2 separate regions of the Sus scrofa genome follow, and region 1 is linked to region 2. A link is a contact called in public Hi-C data. All regions are on one chromosome and are shown on one strand. Each heading gives the region's core, a stretch centred on a gene start, on an enhancer-like site or on the middle of the called end of the contact. The rest is flanking DNA. Distances are from core to core; before and after follow the strand shown. Region 1 holds the start of SIRT4 (sirtuin 4). Region 2 overlaps PXN (paxillin).

Region 1 (5,993 bases), core at 3,087-5,586, 42 kb before region 2:
TGGCATAGGCTGGTGGCTACAGCTCCGATTAGACCCTTAGCCTGGGAACCTCCGTGTGCCACGCGAGTGGCCCTAGAGAAGGCAAAAAGACACACAGAAAAATAAAATAAAAAATGAAAAAACAGTGACAGTCAAAACGAATCTAACTAGGAGCCAGGAGGTTGCAGTTTCGATACCTGGCCTTGATCAGTGGGTTGAGGGTCCGGCATTGCCATGAGGTGTGGTGTAGGTCACAACATGGCTCGGATACTGCATTGCTGTGGCTGTGGTGTAGGCCAGCAGCTGTAGCTCCGATCAGACCCCTAGCCTGGGAACCTCTATATGCTGTGGGTGTGGCCCTAAAAAGCAAAAAAAAATTTTTTTTAAATAATAAATAAAATAATAAAAAACCACTGACAGCTGGATAAACAAAATGTGGTCTATCCATAAAAGGGAATATTATTCAACTATAAAAATTGAGGAGTTCCCTTTGTGGTTTAGTGGGTAAAGAACTTGACTAGCAGAAGTTCCCGTTGTGGCACAATGGAAACAAATCCAACTAGTATCCGTGAGCATGCAGGTCTGATCCCTGGCCTTGCTCAGTGGGTTAAAGATCTGGCATTGCCGTGAGCTGTGGTGTAGTGGCCAAAGCAATGTGTTAGATGATACCGTTTGTCAATCAGCAAAGTCTATGCGAAAATCTACAGGATGGACAAATCAGTTTCTTCAACAAATAAATTGCGAAAGAAGTTCCCTGGTGGTTCAGTGGGTTAAGGATCCCACATTGTCACTGCAGCAGCTGCAGGGGTTGCTGCTGTGGCACAGGTTTGATCCCTGGCCCAGGAACTTCCATATGCCACAGATACAGCCAAATATTTTTTTTTAAATAAAAAAACTGCAAGAGATGGAGATAAAGAGATATAAAAGAAGATCAAAAGAGATTTAAAGACATACCAACCAATTATGGGTCCTATTTGGATCCTGATTCAAATAAACTTCAAAAATATAATATTTGGGGAGTTCCCGTCATGGCGCAGTGGTTAACGAATCTGACTAGGAACCATGAGGTTGCGGGTTCAGTCCCTGCCCTTGCTCAGTGGGTTAACGATCCGGCGTTGCCGTGAGCTGTGGTGTAGGTCAGACGAGGCTCGGATCCCGCGTTGCTGTGGCTCTGGCGTAGGCCGGTGGCTACAGCTCTGATTCAACCCCTAGCCTGGGAACCTCCATATGCCTCGGAAGCGGCCCAAGAAATAGCAACAACAACAACAACAACAAAAAAGACAAAAAGACAAAAAATAAAAATATAAAAAAAAAATATATATATATATATAATATTTGGGAGTTCCCGTCATGGATCAGCGGCAACGAACCGACTAGAACCCATGAGGACATACTGATAGTGAATTAATCAATGACTTCAGTATCTTACAGGATGACCCCAAAATAAACAAGAATATCTTTCATTGTAAAAGTACAGCCCCCTCCCCACCCCTGCCACACCCCCAGAGTGTATTCGTAATCCAAATCTTTGGTAAAATGTGTAAGGGTGTGAGCTAGCTCAGGATCTAATAACTCAAGAATGTACTGAACACTAGGGCTCCAGGCTGAGAGGAAAAACTGACTTTTGCCATGGATGTGCTGGTAAACTGAGTTCCATCTACCCTCCCCATCAAAAACAGATAAAAGAAAATAATCCCATCATGGCCATTTTCAGGCTACCAATTTGGCTAGTAAATTCCCAAATATTGGAGTTCCTGTTGTGGCTTAGCAGTAATAAATTTGACTAGCATCCATGAGGACACAGGTTCAATCCCTGGCCTCGCTCAGTGGGTTAAGCATCCCGCAAGGCGGTGAGCTGTGGTGTAGGTCGTAGACGTGGCTTGGATCTGGCATTACTGTGACTGTGGCATAGGCCAGCAGCTGCAGCTCTGATTCATCCCTGGCCTAGGAACTTCCATATGCTGCTGGTGTAGACCTAAAATTAAAAAAAAAAAAAAACCCCAAATATTTCACAACTGGCCCTCACTGATACAAAGCTATTTCAATTCACCTTCCTGGGTCCTATGAAGTCCAACCTGAAACAACAAACTTACCTCTTTATATCTTTTTTTTTTTTTTTTTTTTTTTGTCCCTGCCTATAGCATGTGGAAGTTTCCTGGCCAGGGATCAAACCCATGCCACAGAATCCACCCAAGCCGCTGCAGTGCCAATGCTGGATCCTTAACCCACTGAGCCACAAGAGAACTCTTACATTTTTATTATCTTTTTAGTAATTTCTTCTGGTCAAGAATTTCTTTCTCTTTTTTGCTTTTTAGGGCTGCACCCATGGCATATGGAGGTTCCCAGGCTAGGGGTCAAATCAGAGCTACAGCTGCTGGCCTACGCCACAGCCACAGCAACGCAGGATCTGAGCCTTGTCTGTGACCTACAACACAGCTCATGGCAACACCAGATCCTTAACCCACTGATTGAGGCCAGGGATCGAACCTGTAACCTCATGGCTCCTAGTTGGACTTGTTTCCACTTTGCCACAATGGGAACTCCAAGAATTTCTAATACCTACAAAATAAAACTTTGTCCCCCATACTAGATCATTTCACGACACTCAAGCCAATTTTATCTTCCTACTGTCTTAAGAACCTACAGCCAGAGCTCATCTATGCAGTAGCCATCAGATGGAAATTAACTATGGCTGGCAAATCTGCCAAGGCTTTCTGCATCCAAGGGAAACTGTATATCTTGGTTTCCTAAAAAAAAGAGGGGGGGCTCTAAAAAATAAAGTCTACTTTAAAAAAGAGAAAGGTCAGAGTTCCCACCATGGTGCCATGGGTTAAGAATCCAACTGCAGTGACTCGGATCACTGCAGAGGTGTCGGTTCGATTGCCAGCCCAGTGCAGTGGGTTAAAGGATCCAGCATTGCTGCAGCTGTGCATGGATCACAGCTGTGGCTGGGACTCAGTCCCTGGCCTGGGAACTTCCATATGCCTTGAGTGTGGCCATAACATTTTCTAAAAATTAAAAATAAATAGAAAATAGGAGAAAGGTAAAGTAAAAAACTGATAAAACAGGAATTCCTATTGTGGCTCATCAGTAACGAATCTGACTAGTATTCATGAGGACATAGGTTCGATCCCTGGCCTTGCTTAGTGGGTTAAGTATATGGCATTGCTGTGGCTGTGGCATAGACCTGACAGCTACAGCTCCAATTCGACCCCTAGCCTGGGAACATCCATATGCCGCACGTATGGCCCTAAAAAGCGAAAAAAAATTGATAAAGCACAATTCTAGCATAACATTAGGCCTATTCTGTCTCTCCTAGTAACACCTGGCTGGTCAGCAATGAATTTCTTATAAACTTCAAAAGGTTAATGGCCTACCCCAGTATCTTTTAAGACCGTCAATAGCTCGGTGTTAATCCACTTGTGACATCTAAAGATGCCTCTATCAGAGGAATACATTTATATTTTTAGTTAATAACACCCCTTGGGGGAACTGTGTGTCCCATAAACCTACTTCCCATTTTATTTTATTTTTTTATTTTTTTGTCTTTTTGTCCTTTTAGGACCGCACCTGCAGCATATGGAGCTTCCCAGGCTAGGGGTCTAATCAGAGCTACGGCCGCCGGCCTACACCACAGCCACAGCAACGCCAGATCAGAGCTGTGTCTGCAACCTACACCACAGCTCATGGCAACACCGGATCCTTAACCCACTAAGCTAGGCCAAGGATCAAACCCACAACCTCATGGTTCCTAGTCGGATTCGTTAACCACTGAGCCACGATGGGAACTCCTGCTTTGCCTTTTTGTCTTTCTTTCTTTCTTTCTTTTTTTCTTTTTCTTTTTGCCATGCCTGCAGCATGTGGAAGTTCCTGCACCACAGCAGCAACCTGAGCCACTGCAGTGACAAGGCTGGATCCTTAACCTGCTGTGCCACAAGGGAATATCTACTCCACCTTTTCTAGTTGTGAAAACAAGGCTTTGACATATTGCATGGTCAAATGCAGAAATTCTCTAGTGACGTGTACCCCATATGTAAACATTATTTCATGCTGAGCTTTCCAAATCTGGGATCAGGACTCTGATTTCTCCTTGACACACCACAGCAACACGTGAACAGCTAGACAAATACATAATCTGGATTCCTGAGACCAAAGGGCTTGGGAAATCCCTTTGAAAACGCTCTGTTGGAACAGCTGCTGTCTCCCAGTTCCCACCAAAGGGCAAAGAAGAGAAATGGTATCCCTTACGAGAAATCCACAATTTTTAGAAACCTGCAGCCTGAACAGAACACACTTACCTTTCACAGTTTAAGGGACACTCCACACCCGGCAGTGGGACTGACTGACTATATTTGCATTTTGGGAAATGTAGTGCATGAAGCCGAAATGATGCAAAAAAAACTACAAGTCCCACAATTCTATGGGCTTCCCATTTGAGGGCCCCATATTGTCCCATAGCGCCTCTGTCGGCCCATTCTGGTCAGAGGTTTCCAACCTTCGTTTGCAAAGTGTGCTTTTCCAAAGCCAACAAGCCTATCATCTGTTTGAGAAGTGGTTAAGAGCTTGGACGCTACTGTCCTGGGTGCAATGTAGTACATCCAAATAGCAATAACTTAGGAATTCATTTTCTCTTAAGCTAGAAGCTTTAATACTGGATCTAGATTTTTTTTTTTTTTTCTTTTCAGGGCCGCTGGGAAGTCATCCATGGAGGATGAAGTTACCCAAGACAGCTGGTGAATCACAATTTCCCTTGATAGATTCTGACAGGGTGTATTGAGCCACCAATCAAGACTTTCTTGGAGTTTCCATGGCTCAGCAGTTAACAAACCTGGCCAGCATCCGTGTGTGAGGACACAGGTTTGATCCCTGTCCTCGTTCCGTGGGCTAGGGATCCAGTGTTGCTGTGAGCTGTGGTGTAGGTCACAGATGCAGCTCGGATCCCATGTTGCTGGGGCTGTGATATAGGCCGGTGGTTACAGCTCCAACTGGACCCCTAGCCTGGGAACCTCCATATGCCTGTGGGTTTAGCCCTACAAAGACAGAAAGCCAAAAAAAAAACACATTCTCAAGGGCTGAGAAATTCTTTGGATGATCCTAGTTTTTTTATTTCTCATGACTCGACCACACCACAAATTAGTGACAAAGTTCTTGATTGGATCAAAGTAAATTACTCTAAATTAATCAAATTGCTAGTATTCCCCCCCCACCCTGGCAGTTATGGATGTGAAAAAAAATTAATTACCCATCAGCATCAAACAGACCTTTTATGTCATGTTTTTTTCCTTTTTAGTCCCACACCTGTGGCATAAGGAAGTTCCTGGGCTAGGGCTTGAATTAGAGCTGCAGCTGCCAGCCTACACCACAGCTTGTGACAATGCTGGATCCTTAATCCATTGAGCAAGGCCAGGGACCAAACCTGCATCCTCATGGATACTAGTCAGGTTCTTAACCTGATGAACCACAATGGAAACTCCTTATGTCATTTTTTTACATCTAGTCAATGACTACATAAATGGTCATTAAGCAATACTTTGAATGTTTCATGTTTAAAATTTTCATAATAAAATGCTGGAGGAAATGTCATTTTCTTGGAGACTACTATTTGCATCTTATTTAGTAGCAAAAAACAAGTCTTTTGGAGAATATAGTTCAGAGCTGAACCAAGTCTAGGCACATGTTTCTAGTAGCTTTTGACTTGCCAAGGCAATGAGAGTGAAAGTAACTTCAAACTCATGAATTGTGGGCATTTCTGTGGAAATAGCCTCTTTCAGCCTCTCTCCTCTGAATTAAGGTGTCTACAGAAAACCCTTTGAGGTTAAACAGAGAATTACCACATGATCCAGATATTCTACTTCTAGGTAGATACACCCAAAAGAATTGAAAACAAGGACTCAGACTGATATCTCTGTGCTGCTGTTCATGGAAGTATTGTTACAGCCAAATCGTGGAAGCAATGTCCTGTCAATCAAAGAATAAATGGATAACAAAATTCCATACGATAGAATATCAGCCCT
Region 2 (5,627 bases), core at 920-3,419:
CACATCTCTGTCTCTCCCTATGTCCCCCTTCTAAGCTTCTTTCTGGCCTTGCAGCTCTGTCTTTGGGTCCCTTCGTAAAACTCTGCGGGGTTCGGAGCCTAGGTGGCAGGAGCAGAGGCTTCTCTCCTCTGGGAGGTCAGAGGCAGGGAGCTTCTGAGAAGCTTAGCCAGCTCCTTCTATTGACATGATTCCAGGTTCGAAGCCACAGGACTCTCAGACAACGGTGACTTCCCAGCAGGTGGCAGAGCTGGTGTGGGGTAGGGGTCGGGGGTTGGGGGGGGCTAGAGCCCTGCAGCTTCTCTCTTGCCTTCGTCCTTGCAAGAGAATGAGTAGGAAGCTTCTGGGCTCAGCTGATGAGGACTTGGAATGAACTGGAGGCACAGAAGGGTGAGGTCAGTGGTTTGCTCAGCAAGGGGGCCAAAGTTAGTGACAGACCTGTCACAGCTCCCAAGATTCCTGGCCACAGTCCCTGGCTCCACTCCCTCCCCATCGTGTCCTTAGGGAGATGCAAGTTGGTGTCAGGATGGGTTTCTTTACTGAGTGCCTCCTTGTATGACAGCAGGAGGCCCAGGAGGCTCTCCCCAGCAGGAGTGGTGGTTTTTGTATACTTTTTCATTGATTACTCACCCTGTGCTCTATGAGGTGTCTGAGTAACTAAAGCCCAGAATTGCCACCCAGGCGAGTGAGTGGTGTAGATTTGAACTGTCCCCCTCTCTACTTGGAGGTCCGTTCTTTCCACTGAGCCACACTGCCACATGGGCAGGATACCAGGAGGGTACAAAGAGCTAGGTGACCATCACAGCTCCTAATACCACCAGAGCGGCCAAGTCTCTGGTATGGTAAGACGGCTTTGTGGTGCTACTTAAATGTCACCCTGAGCTCCCACGTGCACATGCCAAGAGTCTCTTTGAAGCCTCACTTCTTATCTTGCAGTTCATTTGCATTTTGTATTTGACTCCATGAAGTAGCCCCCCCTTTTTTTTTTTTTGTCTTTTTGCCATTTCTTGGGCCGCTCCCGCGGCATATGGAGGTTCCCAGGCTAGGGGTCTAATCGGAGCTGTAGCCACCGGCCTACGCCAGAGCCACAGCAACAAGGGATCCGAGCCGAGTCTGCGACCTACACCACAGCTCATGGCAATGCCAGATCCTTTAACCCACTGAGCAAGGGCAGGGATCAGACCCGCAACATCGTGGTCCCTAGTCGGATTCGTTAACCACTGTGCCCCGACGGGAACTCCCATGAAGTAGCCTTTTAATTTAAAGCAGTGGTTTCAATTTTTTGTTCCTGAGGCGGTTTGATCCCATCAGATGGTGTTCCTGTGCCCCTGGCCGCCATCCGCCCCCTGAGAGTATGGACATCCCTATAGATGGTGGGGGAGGGGGACATGTCAGTATTTTGAATAAATAAAGGGAGGAGGGGTCCCCTTTGACCAGAGAGGCAGTTTGCAGAGAGCAGGCCTGGGCAGGAGGTAAAGGCTAGTTGGGATCATTTTCTGAGAGGCTCCGGACCACAGTGCCAAGCCCAGGGCTTTCAGTCTCCTCCTGTGTCCTGTAGGCAGCAGGGGCCATCCCCCTTGCTTGCATCCAGAGGCTCATGAGGATGTTCATGGTGCTGTGGATCTAGCAAGGGGGAGGGAGGTTCCTGCCTTCAGAGGGCAAGTGTCTAGTTAGTGGATGCACACAGAAGAGGTGGGATTTCGGGGGTCTGCTGCCAGAGCTAGAGCAGGGGAAGCCAGGGCAGGGGTTTGAGAAGGGGCTGAGTGAAGATTTGATGCCAGTCCAAGTTGTTGGCTTCCTGTGATGGAAAGAAAGGGAGGCCAGGAAAGGGGAGGCTCCTGGGAAGGAAGGAAGAACCTGTGACACTCAGAGACAAGGAAATGTGGGAGCTGGAAGGGGGCCTGGCAAGAGAGCGCAGGATCGGGAGGTGGCCCAGATGCTTGATCGGGGAGCTGGGACCTGTTCCGAGGCCTTTTGAGCCGTATTCACTAGAACTTATTGGCCAAGAGTGGGTAACTAGCGCTGTGAGATCCACAAACATCAGGAAGACTGAAGCTCATTCCTAGAACAGGCAAACTTTTGAACTTTGTGTTTGGGTCTGTGTAGGGTGGCTGAGTCACTTGGAGCCCCTCCTAACCTCTGCTGATGATTAGCAGGGGTGAGAGGCCCCCGGAGCCGCCCTGCTGTGCAACAGGCGGACTTGCCTCAAAGAGCCCAGATTGCAGGAACGGATTGGAGTGAATGTGGAATAGCTGAGAAAAACCCCAGCCCCTATGCCTCCTGGTTTCCAGGCAGTCAGATTTTTTTTTGTTAATCCACGTTTCACCCTGTGAAGGAACCACGGGGATGGACCTGGAGTTGGACCCTAGGCGTGACCTTAAAAAGTCCAGAAGTCGCTGGGTGACCTGAAGAGGTGGATGACTCTGACCAATGAAATGCATCCAGTGTTCTGGGCGTTCTGGGGGAGGGCGGGGCCTGCCGATCCTGGACCCAGAGATGTGTTATTGACAACAGAAGTGAGACTCTGCTGGCCTGTCAGCCTGGCCCACTGCTGTGCCCGTTGTGGGGGGTAGGGGTGGGCAGAGTGTACCTGGGCAACTTGTCTCACCTGCTGCTGCTTAACCTGCCAGAGCCCCATGGATGGGGAAGCTGTAGAGGCCTGGGGCCTGGTCCATGGGGGGCTCTGTGTGTGTGCTGGTGCTGTAGACAGGGCCTGGCACAGTTAGGCTTCTGCCTGGAGCTCAGGGTGACCTCCGGAGTTGCCTTTCTGCCTTTATTCTCTCAAGTGTCTGGTTACCTATGACCTTGGGTGCCAGCCAGGCACCCAGCAAAAAGCCAACCTGTCGGCACACTCAGGCTGTGTCAGCCCCTGCTAGCAGGGCAGACAGGACCCCGCCCTCCTAAGGCATCTGGGCAGTCCAGGAAAGAAAGGGCCACCTCCCAGCCCTCTGAGCAGCAGATTGGAAGACTCTGGCCTTCTCCCCTGGTTTCCTGTGTGTCACCCCCGGCCCACACTTCCTTCAGGGCTGAGAGTAAAATGACAGTTCCTGTTGAGGAGGCATGAGTCAGCAAAGGAGAGTGGTGGCTGAGTCTTTATAACCTCCAGGCATGGCTATTAAATATTTAAATGACACTACAGTATTGATTGTTTCTCATCCATCCCCTTAGGAAAGCAGTTCCTGTCTGGGATTTGGATAATAGAGATATCTTGGATTTAGACAAACTCTAAAGGTTCTGTATAAATCTCACCTGAAATTATGTTATCTCCCCCTCAGAGCTTGCTACCAGGCATGGGAGCAAATTGGGTTCTGCCCATTTTACAGATAGAGAAGACGACCCCAAAAGGTGGTTCTACCTGACGATGACGACGGGCACCCAGCAGCCTGGGCCTGGCGTCACAGCATCCTAGCACAGGCTGTGGTCTCTGCTCACGGCCTGTTTTCTCTGGTCACAGTTACTTTCCCACCTTTCTCCTCCTCCTCACGCCGTCCCTCTGTCATTCGGCTGTTCATTCTAGCTGCTGGGGATGTGGCATCGAGCAAGGTAGACAGAGCCCCTGTTCTGGAGAGCTTAATTCTTGGAGAGGAGGCAGTCAGTTGACAGGAGCTCAAATTGGCAGGGAAGGACCCTCTAGGAGCTTAAGTTCCTAGTCAGTGTCCAGACCCTGGGTCCCCGGGCTGGGTGGTGCAGAGCGTATCTGGCCTAATTGTAGATTGGCCCTTACTGGTCCCAGATCTGCCTTTCTTCCCAGGACAGTTATCAGGATAAATATACCCAGCTCCCCATTCCTAGGGAGTTACTCACCGAGTGCAAGGGCCCCGCCGTGGATTAGATTACCTCTGCTCCAACTGCACCCTGCTCAGAGCTGGGGGATGGGGAGAGTGCCTCCTCTCCTGCACTCCTTCCTAATGTGGAAGAGTGTCAGTGGAGGGGCTGAGATGAGACCATCCTTGAGGAGAGGAGCCCGCCTGCCCTGCTGTTTACATAGCTCCTTCCTTAAGAAGGGCTGAGCCCTGCTCACTGCTTATGTCCTGAGCTCAGGCAGCTGTAAGGAGTCTGGGCAGCTTCTTCTCTGACACTTGAGGCCACCAAGACTGCACAGGTGGTCCATCCAGGGGGCCCGAAACCTCTCTTAAGAGCCCAGAGTTCTGAAGGAGCGGAGTAGGCAGGCTGAAAGGCTGGACCTCTCCAGGACTGGTGGGGAAGGGCCTTGCCGAGTTGGTGCTGTTGCTCTGAGAGTCAGGGTCAAGAATTAAGTGGCAGGGATGGACAGTTGGCCCTGGGCTGTTAGGAAGGCCTGGTGCTATGGCAGCCTCTTATAACCTGTGTTGGGGCTCTCATGGCAGTGTTGGCCACACCTTGCTTCTGCTTGTCAGGTCCTAAGGAAACAGCTGCCTGGGGCCATGAAAGCTGAGTTAAATTGGCCTGTGGAAAGAAGGTGGGTGAACTGAGTCTTGGAGAGATCTTATTTTTATTCTGGGCCTCTCCTAGGCTGGGCCTCAAGAATACAAGGCTAGGAGTTCTTGTTGTGGCAGAGCAGAAGTGAATCCGACTAGTATCCATGAGATTGCGGGTTCAATCCCTGGCCTTACTCAGTGGGTTGGGGATCTGGTGTTGCAGTGAGCTGTGGTGTAGGTTGCAGATGAGGCTTGGATCTGGCATTGCTGTGGCTGTGGTGTAGCCCGGCAGCTGCAGCTCCGATTTGACCCCTGGCCTGGGAACCTCCATGTGCCGTGGGTGCAGCCCTAAAAAGCACACATGCACAAAAACAGAAAAAAACAAGGCTGGTCGAGGTGGAGTCTTCCAGGTGGCCAAAGGACCCTGTTTCTTTTAGCTCAGCCTCATGCCAGTGCGGCAGGGGAGCCTGTGAACTCTGGGATGGGACAATGCCCCACACATACCTGCCCCATCATGAAGACATGGTGGGGAGGCTTGACCATAGCAACTTTGTTTTCTTCAGAGTGGTGCCCCTAACTGCTGATCCAGGATTGCAACATCCTTTGCCTTCAGGAGTGGAATGGGACAGGAAGGCGCTTTTCTTCTTCCCCTCCAGGGCTCACCATCTCTCTGGGAGGGAGCTCTATTCCAGGGACTGTGCTAAAGCAAGCCATTACTATTCTCTCATGTCATTTTTACTCCTGTGACTGAGGTAGAATGCCCATTGAACAGACGAGAAGACTGAGGCCTAAGAGCAGTTAAGCAGCCTGGCCAAGCAACCTGGCCACAGGGTAGCTGTGTGACTCAGGATGCCCCTGTGTGATTTCCAACATCTAGTGTCCTCAGAGCCTGGGAGAGAGGATGAAATGGCTCTGCCCCCCCCCACACACACACCTTTGAGGAATCCTGGATGGCCCTTTATCTCACTCTCTTTGGAGTCCGCCCAGTTCTAGGTCCCTGAGCTTGACAGTCTTTATCACACACTAGGAAGTGGCCGGGTGTTTGAAAGAGGCTTGACTTGTCTTTCTACTCCAGTTGGGGGTAGAGGTGGGAAGGGTTAATTGATTATCTTTAACTTATTATTGGGTGTATCTGTGGCTTAGCTCAGGGCCCCAGAGCTGAAATCAGGGGGAGATCCCTTAGGGGGACTCTGTCCCGTGGTCTTGTGCTCCTGAGTAGGTTTGGGAATGTGA

What was found. Hi-C and Micro-C count contacts between places; a contact is called where the count stands out from the background.
Region 1: a Hi-C map of skeletal muscle shows a contact between it and region 2, with 3 times the contacts expected there. The contact joins the promoter of SIRT4 here to the enhancer-like site in region 2. A contact is called at or near these places in 1 of 5 promoter capture datasets (liver), 18 of 47 Hi-C or Micro-C datasets (adipose tissue, blood, fibroblasts and 6 more) and 2 of 2 datasets of contacts at active chromatin or transcription factors (alveolar macrophages and skeletal muscle).

Annotation. Positions count from the first base shown.
Region 1 is chr14:40,288,631-40,294,623 of Sscrofa11.1, reverse strand. It overlaps SIRT4 (sirtuin 4), which reads right to left and starts at 4,336. Exons shown (of 5, transcript NM_001114270.2): 1 at 4,278-4,336. It overlaps LOC102165911 (a long non-coding RNA gene), which reads left to right. Exons shown (of 4, transcript XR_002338550.1): 3 at 4,665-4,712.
Region 2 is chr14:40,244,948-40,250,574 of Sscrofa11.1, reverse strand. All of the region lies in intron 1 of PXN (paxillin), which reads left to right. Among named protein-coding and RNA genes, the nearest start is that of RPLP0, 24 kb to the right of the region's middle. Within about 2 kb of position 2,169, at least 44 of the 83 cell types and tissues checked have an H3K27ac peak or open chromatin away from gene starts, as enhancers often do. A contact at or near this core is called in adipose tissue, alveolar macrophages, liver and 5 more, where this site is marked.